Regions from separate parts of the Mus musculus genome. Here region 1 is linked to region 2. A link is a contact called in public Hi-C data. All regions are on one chromosome and are shown on one strand. The core of a region is the stretch at or near the end of the contact, and the rest is flanking DNA. Distances in the headings are between cores, read along the strand shown.

What was found. Hi-C and Micro-C count contacts between places; a contact is called where the count stands out from the background.
Region 1: a contact with region 2 is called in a Hi-C map of female germline stem cells, with 3 times the contacts expected there. The contact joins the promoter of Ttc1 here to the enhancer-like site in region 2. A contact is called at or near these places in 1 of 39 promoter capture datasets (macrophages), 16 of 484 Hi-C or Micro-C datasets (CD8 T cells, Th2 cells, cortical neurons and 12 more), 4 of 115 datasets of contacts at active chromatin or transcription factors (CD8 T cells, the SCID.adh cell line and embryonic stem cells) and 4 of 9 other capture datasets (adipose tissue, embryonic stem cells, liver and 1 more).

What each region holds. Positions count from the first base shown.
Region 1 is chr11:43,744,531-43,751,315 of GRCm38.p6, forward strand. It overlaps Ttc1 (tetratricopeptide repeat domain 1), which reads right to left and starts at 3,478. Exons shown (of 8, transcript NM_133795.2): 1 at 3,392-3,478; 2 at 555-917. The coding sequence starts at 884.
Region 2 is chr11:43,700,764-43,707,750 of GRCm38.p6, forward strand. It overlaps Pwwp2a (PWWP domain containing 2A), which reads left to right. Exons shown (of 2, transcript NM_027557.1): 2 at 3,771-6,431. The coding sequence ends at 5,439. Among named protein-coding and RNA genes, the nearest start is that of Gm34963, 22 kb to the left of the region's middle. Within about 2 kb of position 3,013, at least 31 of the 459 cell types and tissues checked have an H3K27ac peak or open chromatin away from gene starts, as enhancers often do. A contact at or near this core is called in the SCID.adh cell line, Th2 cells and female germline stem cells, where this site is marked.

The sequences.
Region 1 (6,785 bases), core at 2,228-4,727, 44 kb after region 2:
ATAGGGTGTTACTGCTGTGAACAGACACCATGACCAAGTCTTATAAAGGACATTTAATTGAGGCTGGCTTACAGGTTCAGAGGTTCAGTCCATTATCATTAAGGTGGGAGAATGGCAGCATCCAGGCAGGCACAGTGCAGGCAGAGCTGAGAGTTCTACATCTTCATCTGAAGGCTGCTAGTGAAAGACCGGCTCCCAGGTAGTTAAGACAAGGATATTACAGCCCACATACACAAGGCTGCACCGCTTCAATAAGGCCACACCTCCCAACAGTGCCACTCCCTGGGCCAAGCATATACAAACAATCATATATCCTGACCTAAAATATATACAAAGCAATGAATTAAAATTTAGATGGGTTTTAAGCTAGGTAGGCATGGTGGCTGAGGCCTGTAACCCTAGCATTTGGGAGGCAGAGGCAAGAGGACTGCTACAGGGTCATTCTATGTATTGTTTCAGTCCAGTCAAGAGGACGCCGAGAGACCATATCCCCCCCAAACAGCACCACCACCATCACAGGTGACTTAGCAGGCACATTATCCACAACCATTTACCTGTTTCTCTTCTTCTGGCATGTTTTTTTCCAGTTCAATTAGGTATTCTTCATCCAGTTCAGAACTAGAATCATCGCTGGCTTTGCTCCCTGCCACGTGCGCCCCTGGCTGTTCCTCCTCAAACGAGGCACTACAGTCATGAAAACATTCCTCTTCAACATGGTCGTCCTGTGGATGGGCTTCAGCAGCCTTCGGCAGCTTGCTCTGGCAGTGCTGACCCTTGGGATCAGAAACCATGGGGCTGGCAGACTCTCCTTCTTGAGGATCTGCGACTTTCAGACCATTGAACAGATCTTCTGGGACCTTACAGTCTTCTGACTTTTCCTCCATGCTGAGTTCAGGGAGGGAGGTACGGCTAAATGTCTGGAAAAAAAGAAAAATAATGTTTTTTAGTTATCTTCGTATATATGCAGTCTTTTTTGTTTTTTGTTTTTTTCAAAACAGGGTTTCTCTGTGTAGCCCTACCTGTCCTGGAACTCACTCTGTAGACCAGGCTGGCCTCTGCCTCCCAAGTGCTGGGATTAAAGGTGTGAGCCACTAGTGCCCGGCTGTATACAGTCTTAAATCCCTTCTGTCGGATATTAGCCCCGAAATTTAGAATACCCAAGATATAAGATACAATTTGCTAAACGCATGAAACTCAAGAAGAACGAAGACCAAAGTGTGGACACTTTGCCCCTTCTTAGAATTGGGAACAAAACACCCATGGAAGGAGTTACAGAGACAAAGTTTGGAACTGAGACGAAAAGATGGACCATCTAGAAACTGCCATATCCGGGGATCCATCTCATAATCAGCTTCCAAACGCTGACACCATTGCATACACTAGCAAGATTTTGCTGAAAGGACCCAGATATGGCTCTCTTGTGAGACTATGCCAGGGCCTGGCAAACACAGAAGTGGATGCTCACAGTCAGCTATTGGATGGATCACAGGGCCCCCAATGGAGGAGCTAGAGAAAGTACTCAAGGAGCTGAAGGGATCTGCAATCCTATAGGTGGTACAACAATATGAACTAACCAGTACCCTGGAGCTCTTGTCTCCAGCTGCATATGAATCAGAAGATGGCCTAGGCGGCCATCAGTGGAAAGAGAGCCCCATTGGTCGTGCAAACTTTATATGCCTCAGTACAGGGGAACGCCAGGGCTAAGAAGTGGGAGTGGGTGGGTAGGGGAGTGGGTGGGGGAGCGTGTGGAGGACTTTTGGGATAGCATTGGAAATAAATGAAATAAATACCCAATAAAAAAAATATGGAAAAAAAAAACCCTTCTGTCTTTCACACCTAAACAAACTTCTACATATAACCCCGCCAAACACAGCTTGACTTTCTTTGACTGGGGAGTCATTATTTTTATTTATTTGTTTTATAAGTATTATTGGTTTTTTTGTTTTGTTTTGTTTTCTAGACAGGGTTTCTCTGTGTAGCCCTGGCTATCCTGGAACTCACTTTGTAGACCAGGCTGGCCTCGAACTCAGAAATCTGCCTGCCTCTGCCTCCTGAGTGCTGAGATTAAAGGAGTGCACCACCATGCCCGGCTTGTTTTTTTTTGTTTGTTTGTTTTTGTTTTTTGAGACAGGGTTTCTCTGTGTGACCCTGGCTGTTCTGGAACTTGTTTTGTTCATCAGGCTGGCCTTGATCTCAGAGATCCACCCTCCTCTGTCTCCCCATTGCTGGATTAAAGGAGTATGGATCATGCCTGTCCAAGGAAGTCATTTTAAAAACAGGATATCACCAATTGTGGTGGCCCATTCCTGCAGTCTCATCATTGGGGAGATGTAGTTAGAAAGATCAGAAGTTCAAGGCCATCCTTGGTTACACAGCAAATGTGAGGCTAGCCTGGGCTATGAGACCCTGTATTAGGCCCCTCCCCAGCCCCAAACTAGAGTATAATAAACTCACACTCAATGCCAATTATCATTTTAACTGATAGTCTTGCTGATCAAATATGGTATCAGACTTATACCAAGACTAACATCCCCACTTCCCACTGGTGTTGGAGACCGAATCTCAGACTTTGTGGTACATGTAAGCCATTTAAACAACTGAACCACACCCTCGATCCATACCCTAAATGAAAAGACTGATTTTAATGTGACTTTTCCACGTCCGGCAGCTTGCTGGATGGCACAAATTAGACAGAATCCAAAACAGCTGCAGGGGAAAAAAAAAGAAAGAAAGAAAGAAAGAAAGAAAGAAAGAGTTCTAATCTTTGTTCAGAATAAATGACCAAGTTGTCAACAGGAAACAATGAAGTCCGAATGGGACACTATCGCCACCGGGAGCCGAAGAATAAGTTTCTTATGGAGCCCAAGATGGCATCTGTGCCCAAATCGTGCTTATCATCGTAAGCAAATGCAAGCGGTATAGCTTAGGTAGCTAATTCTGGAAGGGGAGCCTTTGCGCAGATGTTTTCACAGGCATCCTCCAGGGACTCAGAACTCAGCCTTGGAAGAGCCGGTTCTCAACTCTCGCTGCGCAACCCTGCTGCCCAGATCCTGACAATATTGGTCTGCAGTCAGGTCAGAGCATCTCTGTTTTTTTAAAGTGACTCTGATGATTTTACGTTCATCCTATTAACCACTGCTGCTCTAGAAGCTGAGTCAGAACCTCTGCGGTGCCTGCCACCCCTCTGGTCGCAGCAAAACCACGCCAATGACCCAGTGTCGCGTTAAAGTCCGAATTCGTCCTAGCCTGTTAAAAGGAAAAGTTAAAAGGGAGGGTCAGGACTCGCAGGCTTCGCTTTTACTCGAGTGTCGCGTCCCTCCCGGCTATGAGTCAAGGTTAGAAAAGCCCCTCCCCGCGCGACCCCGCGCCTGTCCCAGGCCACAGTCCTCACCGAACGCCGCGAGACCCACGATGGGCTTCACAACCTCCCAGCTCCTCTCTCCACCGCTCCTGCCTCCGAGTCCTTCTACTTCCTCCTGAGTCAGGTGCACTTCCGGCCGCGCTGGCCAATGGCGCCATTGCTGGCAAAGCATTCTGGGAAATGTAGTGGCCAACTCGAAGAGAGTGAGCGGAAGTAGCTGTGTGACGTCACTGTACGGCTCAGTACTATGAGCCTCAGCTGTCATCTTGAGTTATGTCAAATCCTGCCAATTAGCACAAAGTAATTTTTCAAACGCGACTACTTGTGGCTTTAAAAACGTCTTTATTCTGGCGTCCCTCATGTTAGGAATGTGCATAAGAACCCGAAAACATCCTTCGTCCCTAAATAAACATTTCTTTCCAGTAGTTTCCAAAGTGCCTTTCAAGAGCTCTGTTAGGAGAGTAACAGTTTTCAAAACAGTAAATATTACACACTTTTTCCACTCATTTTCTCATGACTGTACAGCGCTTTCCAGAGGTTGTCTTCTGATATAGTGCAACAGAAGGAATACAAAAAGGGGTGAATTATTCTAGCTGTTAGGCAAGTCCGTCTATTTGTGAGCTAGACCTCCAGGCCTTCACCTGTCCTGTATTAAATCAGAGATTTGCAAAAAATTGAAACAATGCCATTCTTCTTGTGACAGGATAGCAAAGATGGAGAAAATTAAAAAGACATCGGAAAGGAAAGTAGCCTTTCATCAAGACTGGTTAAGTCTCTCCTAGGCTCAGTCATGAATTCCCACAAGGGGCTAGGAAGCATGACTTAGCAATTGAGAGCAATGACTGCACTTTCAGAGGACCAGGGTTCAATCCCCAGTACTCACATAGCAGCTTACCACAACTTTAACTCCAGTTCCAGGGCATTTAAGATCCTCTTCTGAACTTCATGGCCACCAGGCACACACATGGTAAACAGGCATACATGTAAACAAACACTCATGCACACCAGAAGAGTTAATTAGATAACAGTAAAGTTAAAAAAATTCCATAGAGTTATACAAAATTTCATAGACAGAAATACTGTTCCTTTGATTTATTTGTTTTTAAATGTAGATACTTTAAGAATTAACACAGAAGCTAGGCAGTGGTGTCACTTGCCTTTAATCCCAGCACATGGGAGGCAGAGGCAGGCAGATTTCTGAGTTGAGGCCAGCCTTGTCTAAAGAGTGAGTTCGAGGACAGCCGGAGCTATACAGAATTATTAAAAAAAAAAAAGATTTAACACTGAAATGAAACATAAGACATACCCATACCGCTGGGCTGTGGTGGCGCACGCCTTTAATCCCAGCACTTGGGAGGCAGAGGCAGGGGGATTTCTGAGTTCGAGGCCAGACTGGTCTACAAAGTGAGTTCCAGGACAGCCAGGGCTAAACAGAGAAACCCTGTCTCGAAAAACAAAACAAAACAAGACATACTCATACCCAGTGAAGCATGAGCCATATTTCTGACTCGTAATTTTCTGACAAATAAGGTTGTGAGATTGTGAGGGGCTAGGGAGATGAGAGATGACTTAGTGTGACAATAAGGCACTTGCCAGCAAGCTTGCTGACCAGAGTCTGATCTCCAGGAACATGTGGTAGAAGGAGAGAACTAGCCCCTGAATGTTGTCTTCTCATCCACACCTATATGTCATTCACACACCTTTATCCACCTCTCTCTATCTCTCCCTTTCCTGATAAATACTAATACTCAACAAAAGAAATGAAAAGTATACGATTCTGGTGTTATTTTCCATAGTTGTTTATGTAATTTGGTTCACTTGAAAAGATGAACTAATAGCAGGAGTTTTTCTTAAAATTTTGAGTAAATATTTACCGTGATAAAAGCATTGAAAAAGTATACCACGTATACCACATCCTTTATTGTTTGTTTGTTTGTTTGTTTTGTTTTTTTTTGTCAAACAGGGTTTCTCTGTATAGCCCTGGCTGTCCTGGAACTCACTCTGCAGGCCAGGCTGACCTCGAACTCAGAAATCTGCGTGCCTCTGCTTCCCAAGTGCTGGGATTAAAGGCGTGTGCCACCACTGCCCCATTTTCAAATCTCTTAAACAGTGTAACTTTAAAATCCACCAGAACAGGTATAATGGGTATAATCTCAGTGCTTGGGAGGTGGAGGCAGTAAGATCACAGAACTTTGTGGCCAGACTGGGTAGGTAGTCTGGGCGTAGTGAGTTCTAGGTCAGCTACGTCTAGAAAGTGAATAGCCATCTGAAATGCTAGCAAAAATGTATTTATATATTAGCTACCAACATCCCCCACCCCCCACGGGCCTGCTGTAATCCCAGCTATTTCCTTGAAGGTGAGATTGGAAGGTTGAAAGTTACAGATGAGTCTGCCTGGGCTATTGAGAGAGTCCACAACTAACCTGGGCATCTTAGTAAGACCATACATGCACAAAACAAAAAGTTTAAAAAACAAACAAACAAACAAACAAACAAACTTGCCTATCACATCTAAGGTCCTTTGTTTAATCTCTATCACTGAAAAGAGAGGGTGTGGGGGAGGGGGAGTAGGAGGGAGGGGAAAAGAGGACAAGGAAGTGGATCTCTCTCTCTCTCTCTCTCTCTCTCTCTCTCTCACACACACACACACACACACACACACACACACACACACACAAGTGCGTGTGTACTGATCACACTGTGAGATTGTGTAGTTAGAAACCTGTTTCTAGTTATGGTGTGTCTCAGCGCTAGGACACACCTTTCATGCAAGAGCTTTCTATTTACTGTAAACAGGATTAAATGGAGTCAACCTTAGGCCAAGAGGTGGAACAAGCAACCAGTTGACAGGAAGTGAACATAGAAAAAAGAACCATAGAGCATGAGAGGAAGTCAGGAGGGCAGATAGAAAGATGCAGGGAGAAGAAAGGAGGGACATTCAGTTGGAAGGGTTTTAAGACTGTGGAGGAAGCCGGGTGTGGTGGCGCACACCTTTAATCCCAGCACTCGGGAGGCAAAAGCAGTCGGATTTCTGAGTTCGAGGCCAGCCTGGTCTACAAAGTGAGTTCCAGGACAGCCAGGGCTATACAGAGAAACCCTGCCTCGAAAAAAAAAAGACTGTGTAGAGGAAATAAACAGAAGCAGATACATAGACCCTGTCTCAAACAAACAAAACAAGGGCCAGTGAGATGGCTCAGTAGGTAAAGGCCCTTGTTGCCAAGGCTGACTACCTGAGTTCAAGCCTCAGGACTCACAATGTAGAAGAGAATCAACTCCCCTGAGTTGTCTTCTGGCTTCCATAAGTAACCATTTTACATAACTTTCTATCCTACTATGGCTGCAATAAAACCTGAAACTCCTTACTGTGACCCCCCCCCCCCAGACTTGTGAGATTCTGCCTCTATTTCTGCTGGGGTCACTGTCC
Region 2 (6,987 bases), core at 1,763-4,262:
TGTAGCCACAGGAAGTGCAAAGTCAGTACAGAGATATCTTGGATCTTTATCTACTTTTCCCTTACAAATTATTTTTATTTTTATTAATTATTTTGTGTGGTGCTGGGGATCTATGCTAGGCATGCCCAGGCAAGCAGCAAGCCATAACGTGTGTGTGTGAGTGTGTGTGTGTGTGTGTGTGTAGGTTTGTGTGTGGTGGTGGTGGTAGTGGTAGAGTGGATAGAAACTTGCAATATAGCCTAAGAGGTCTTGGAATCTAGATTCTTCTATCTCAGCCCACCATATACCATCATGTCTGGCAGAAATTTTTGTTTGTTTGAGTAGAAGAGAATACTGAATCCCTTGGGCCTAGCACACACTCAGCCACTCAGCTGTGCTCCTCAGAATCTTTCTGTGGTAATTAGGGACTAAAGATGGGATGGGTTAGAATTGGTCACCAATGTCTAAGTGCTGTGCCACACATGGAGAAGAAGCTCATGCAAGAGATTCCATTCCACCTTTCATTTGCACCCTTGCTCCTTTCCCTCTGCTGAGGTTGCTCCTTGTTGGGCATTGATGTAGGATAAATGTCTGCTTTAGAAAAACCTAAGCAACCGTGCTTACGGAAAGTTCAGATACCCGACCGATCCTTTGCTTATCAACACAGGATCTCACTGTGTGTTCCAGGCCGGCCTCAGCCTTGATCCTGCTGGGACTAAAAGTGTATGCCACTGCCTAGCTTAGTGCTGCTTGCTAGCTAACCTTTTGGTATCTTAGGTTAATGGCTTTCAAACTTAGGTTTAGTTAAAAATATGTTTATATTATATGTTATATGTGCAGGGAAGTGGGTCTCCGGTATCTTGAGACTGACCTTGAATTCCTAATCATCCTGCTTCCCCTCCCAAGAAGAAATACTCATATCTGGTAATCTATACGTACAGGAAACAGACTGCAGTTATGAGTATTACTCTGACTGGCTTTTATACATGGGTTTTGATTTAATCATAGTGTAACCGTTGAAACTAGTTTCATAGCTAGTGTCTCACTGTCCATGTTAGGCGGCAACATGATGATTGAAATGCGTGAGAATGTGTGATCCTGCTTTTGTTAAAGTGATTTATTTTTCTGGTTCCTTGGGGGTGATTTTGTAATTATTTAAATATTTTTGGGGTCAGGGAGATGTTTTAGTGATTTAAGAGTACTTACTGCTAGCCGGGCGTGGTGGTTCACGCCTTTAATCCCAGCACTCGGAAGGCAGAGGCAGGTGGATTTCTGAGTTTGAGGCCAGCCTGGTCTAGAAAGTGAGTTCCAGGACAGCCAGGGCTACACAGAGAAACCCTGTCTCGAAAAAAAAAAAAAAGTACTTATTGCTGTTCCAGAGGACCCGAGTTTGGTTCCTTAAAGCCCACGTTAGGTTGCTTAAAACTTCCACTGCTCCAGCTCCAGGGTATCTGACACCCGTCCTACCCAGACACCAACATGCGATGTGCATTGCCTCCACCCTCCAGTGAAAACAAACATAAACATTTTAAAAATTCAATCTAGATGTAAGTAAAGTTAAAACTATTTCAATGAAGGAAAATGTGTGCCTAATATTTGTTGATGATTGTGTTGAGGATTACCTGAATCCATGAGCTAGGAGCTAACCTTTTATTTTATACAGCAAAACTAAAATTTACACTTGGTAAGAGCTCTGAGAACTTCACTGTAGATCACTGGGCGTGGTGGGGCATGCCTGTCATCCCAGGATTTGTGAGGCAGAGGCAGGAGGATTTGAGTTTGAGGCCAGCCTGGTACTATACTACATAGCAGTTTCTAAGCTAGCTTAGAATACGTAGTGAACATAATTTCAAAAAGTAAGCAAAATCATTCAGATTATTATGCCTTAAATTCTCCAGCCTAAAGATTTATTAATTTTTAGCGAGGATAATGAGAGGATCCTATCCTTTTTGTTTGGTTGTTTTTTTTTGTTTGTTTCTTTGTTTGTTTTGTTTTGGTTTTTTTTTTTTTTTTTGAGACAGGGTTTCTCTGTATAGCCCTGGCTGTCCTGGAACTCACTTTGTAGTCCAGGCTGGCCTCGAACTCAGAAATCCGCCTGCCTCTGCCTCCCAAGTTCTGAGATCAAAGGCGTGCACCACCACGCCTGGTGTTTTTTTGTTTTTGATATAGAATCTTTCTCAATAGTCTTGGCTGTCCTAGAACTTGATACATAGATCAGGCTAGCCTTGAACTCACAAAGATCCTCCTGTCTCTGCCTCCTGATTACTAAGATTAAAGGCATGAGCCACCACAACTGGCTAAAGATTTATTTTTAAAAAGTTATTCTGAACCTTCTGGAGAACATTTAAGAGGACAAGAACATAAAACACAGAAACAAATGAGCAAAAAACCCAAACACTTGTTATTTTCAAAAACTGACATATAGAAAACATTTTCTTCTAATTTACAGGGTTCCTCATGACCTGATAGTCTGCTGCTATCATTGGTTCTCTGTAACTTTGCCTTATAAAACTGGCATTAACATTGTCTTGTGCTAGATGTTGTTGTCTCAGTGTTTTTTAAAATTTGCATCCTGACATACACTGAGATACTTGGAATATGGTTTTGTTTTTATGAAAATGCAATAAAAACAGCAAATTTAACTGAAAGTTTCTTTATTTCAACCAAGTTACATTGATCCAGTTACATTTCCAGGTTTGTCTGAGAAACAGTTCTTATTTTCTGCTCATTCTCCTTCCTACTGAAGCTGGGATCTATTTATACATGCATACTGGGATCTATTTATACATGCATACTGGGATCTATTTATACATGCATACTGGCTATACAACTGGTTTGAAATTGGATTACACTTGAAAATACTGCTTGTCTTTTATTCTTTCCTTTGCTTTCTCTCTTTGAGACAAGAGACCTTGGCTGTGTTGTACAAGTTGGCTTTAAACTCAATCCTTTGTCACACCCTCCTGGGTACTGCCACTGCAGATTCTCGCCAGTCTGCCCAACTGAAATAATTTCTGAATGTAGTTTGTGGTTTTAAAAAGTGAAACTCAGGGACACTGAAGGGATGAGTCATCAGTTAGGAGCACAAACTGCTCTTCTGGACCTGGGTTCAGTCACCAGTACCAACACAGCAGATCACAATAATAATAATAATCTGTAACTCCAGTGTGGGGGATTCTTTTCTGGCTTCTGAAGGCACTGTACTCATGGTATATATAGATGATATTCATAGAGCCAAAACACCAGTATATACAAAGTAATACAAAACAAACTTTGAAACCACGCAGCTCTGCCTTGTCAGCATTGGAAATACTTTGAGCATCTGATTCTGTGCTGTTTAAACTGACCTGGAACTTCAGGTGTTCCTGCCTTAGCCTTGAGTGCAGAGATTACCAACAGGTGCTACCACCCTGGCTGGTATTAAGCTTTTGAGAGGTATTATGTATGACCAGAGGAAAATGATGACGTCTAATATATGGGTGCATTTACTGGAAAATGTGCATGGTTCAGTGAGTTTAATACCACATGGCATCTCATATTAATCTGTCTGATAACAGATCCATTTTAAATAAAGCCACTCTGGTATTGCCTAGAGTAACCATTTATTTCGGTTATTTCTAGTTTCTCTCTAAATGTAGAATCAAAAGAAGTGGAGAATTTTGTTACTTTGGAGACAGCAGTAGTTTATTTTAGATTCGTGTATAGATGCGTATGAAGTTGTTTACGTTTAAGAAGTTGAGTTACAGATATCAACTCACTAGCTTTCTTTTGTTCTTCCATTTCCTTCAAAGGTTTGGGCCCCATGGGATCCCTGTGACAGTATTTCCCAAAAGGGAATATAAGGACAAACCGGACGCCATGCAGCTCCAAAGTACCACATTCCAAGAAGGGATAGAAGTCAAGCAGGAAGTGAACGGTGCTGTTCCCGATGACCTCTCTCCAGTCCCTCCTCCTGAGCGCCTGTGGGCTTCCAAGCCACCTCCTCTCTTCCATGAAGGAGCACCTTACCCTCCCCCCTTGTTTATCAGGGACACATATAACCAATCAATACCTCAGCCGCCGCCTCGGAAAATTAAGCGACCCAAACGAAAAATGTACAGGGAAGAACCCACTTCAATAATGAATGCGATTAAGCTACGGCCCAGGCAAGTCCTGTGTGATAAGTGTAAAAACAGTGTTGTTGCTGAAAAGAAGGAAATTAGGAAAGGTAGCAGTGACTCTTCTAGGTATGAAGATAAAAAACGGAGAAATGACAGTGTAGCTACTGTGAACAAAAAACTGAAAACTGACCATAAAGTGGATGGGAAAAACCAAAACGAAAGCCAGAGAAGGAACACTGTGGTGAGGGTTTCCAGTATCGCTCACAGCAGGGGCAGAGTAGTCAAGGTTTCTGCTCAGGCAAATACATCAAAAGCTCAGTTAAATACCAAGAAAGTGCTCCAAAGCAAGAACATGGATCACGCAAAAGCTCGGGAAGTATTGAAAATTGCCAAAGAAAAGGCACAGAAGAAGCAAAGTGAAACCTCCACTTCCAAAACCGCCCATGCGAAAGTCCACTTCACACGTCGGTATCAGAGTCCCAGCTCAGGTTCTCTCCCACCCCGAGTGCGGTTAAAACCACAAAGGTACAGGAACGAAGAAAATGACTCTTCTCTGAAGACGGGACTGGAGAAAATTCGGAGTGGCAAGCTGGCGCCTAAGCCGCAGTCTCGATGCACCTCCACCCGCTCAGCAGGTGAGGCCCCTTCAGAAAAACCGAGTCCCTCAGAAGGCCCGGAAGAGTCCGCCGGTGAGGTTCAGGACACAAGCAGAGTGCGTGTGCCTGGTGAGCAGGAGGAACTGCGGATGTTGGGCAAAAAGGGCAGCAAAAGCAGTATCTCTGTTTACCTGACCCTAAATCAGGAGACATCTGACTCTTCCAGTGCCTCAGTGTGTAGCATTGATAGCATGGATGATTTGAAATCCTCCAACTCTGAGTGTAGCTCTTCTGAGAGCTTCGTTTTTCCTCCCGGCTGTATGCACGCACCTTCTGCCTCTTCCACTTCTACTTCCTTCTCTTCAAAGGAAGAGAATAGCCTCCGTAATTCTTTGAAAATGAAAATCTTTTCAAAAAATGTCTCTAAATGTATCACACCAGATGGCAGGACCATATGTGTAGGGGACATTGTTTGGGCCAAGATATATGGCTTCCCTTGGTGGCCAGCCCGTATTCTTACCATCACTGTAAGCCGGAAAGATAACGGCCTTTTAGCCCGGCAGGAGGCCCGTATCTCATGGTTTGCATCTCCAACCACATCTTCCCTTGCTCTCTCACAACTCTCCCCCTTTCTAGAAAACTTCCAGTTACGGTTTAATAAGAAGAGAAAGGGTCTGTATCGCAGGGCTATCACAGAGGCTGCTAAGGCTGCTAAGCAGCTGACCCCTGAAGTGCGGGCTTTGTTGACACAATTTGAAACGTGAACATGGACAGTAAGGTAGGCGAGAACCACTGGAGCTGCTGCAGGTCCCTGGCTAGTCAGGAATCATTTCCACCAGCTAGCTTGGCCAAACTGGTGAGAAATTGCACTCAGTTGGCTTTTTATACGTTATATATAGCCATTTTTACACTAAGAAGCTGAAAACTGAAAGATGTTTCAAATTTTCTCTTAAGTAGGATTTTAGGAATATTTTCCAGTTTTAAAATCTAAAACCACCCTAAGGCATAGAAGCCATAGCTTCAAATGAAACAATTTTTGCAGGGACTGTTAATTGCCATTTGTAGCTATTGTTTGTGTGTATATGTATGTCTAGGTATGCACACCTAGACATACATACACACACATCCACATGTATAAACTATTGTCTGTCACCATGTGACATGGGTTGCATATTTGAGATTTTAGTAAGGGCTGGAACTTGGGGAACAGTGGATATTCAATGATTACTTGTTTTATCTAGTGAAAACTTAGACTTTCTATGCACATAGGGTATAAAAGTTTGATATTGGATGTTTGACACACTGAGATGCTTGCTATGACAAATTGGTATGCTTGCTGTTTAGTTATAGACCAGGCTGTACACATTGCCAGTATTTGGGATTAAAACTATTAAGACTAGACAGGTTTGGGTCAGTACTCTCTTGTCCAGTGAGGTTGTAAAACAAACTGTCAGATATTTGGTGGGAAGTTTAGATAGATTTTATTTGGGGTATATAAATAATTGAGTGAAAAGTTAGTCAGATTTCTCCTGACTGGCTGTTCCTAAATTCTTAGGACAGACCCTAGCAATTTACACTTTGTGAATTAATGTCATGTGTAATTGTTGCATTTTGGATGTACCTAATTTGATAGTTTTTCAGAAGCATTTTCCATTTAAGGTAATCTGTTTGCAGGTCAGAAAATGAGAAATGTGATTGTATAATGCATTGAAATGTAAAAAAAAAAAAGCTGTAAATAAAATCAACTAAATCCAAATTATTTGTGTGTGTTTCTCAAAAAGCTTTGAACAGTTTCAAAATAGTAGAAATTTTTCTTTGCAATAGTGGTTAGAAAACATGAGAAATTAAACATTTTTGTTTGCCCTGTCAGGGATGTATTGGAGAATAAATAAAATTCAAATAACAGGAGGTACAGTGAGGCTCTATAGTAATACCATCCGGTAGAACTCTAGTTCCTATCAACTGCTCATGAATGCTTTTCATTTTTTCCCCTCAGTTTTAGCTTTGATAAATTGTCATGCTTTAAAAAATTAGGTAATTGTAGTTGGTTTGCTCTCTGGTCTCCTGCCTCAGATATCACTGCTTTATGGGCTTAGTAATCTAACTCCATATTCTACATGGTCTACCTGTCCCTAAGATGTTATTTTTTAAGAGTCTCGCTATGTCACTTTGGCTGGCCAGGCTGATTTCAAGCTCAGAGCCTTGCCTGCTTCTGCCTCCTGAGTGCCCGCAGAGGCAAGGTGATCTCGAGAATTAAGTTGCTTCCAAGCCTTTTGTTTTCTTAAATTTGATATAGTTTCAGTTAGTACTTA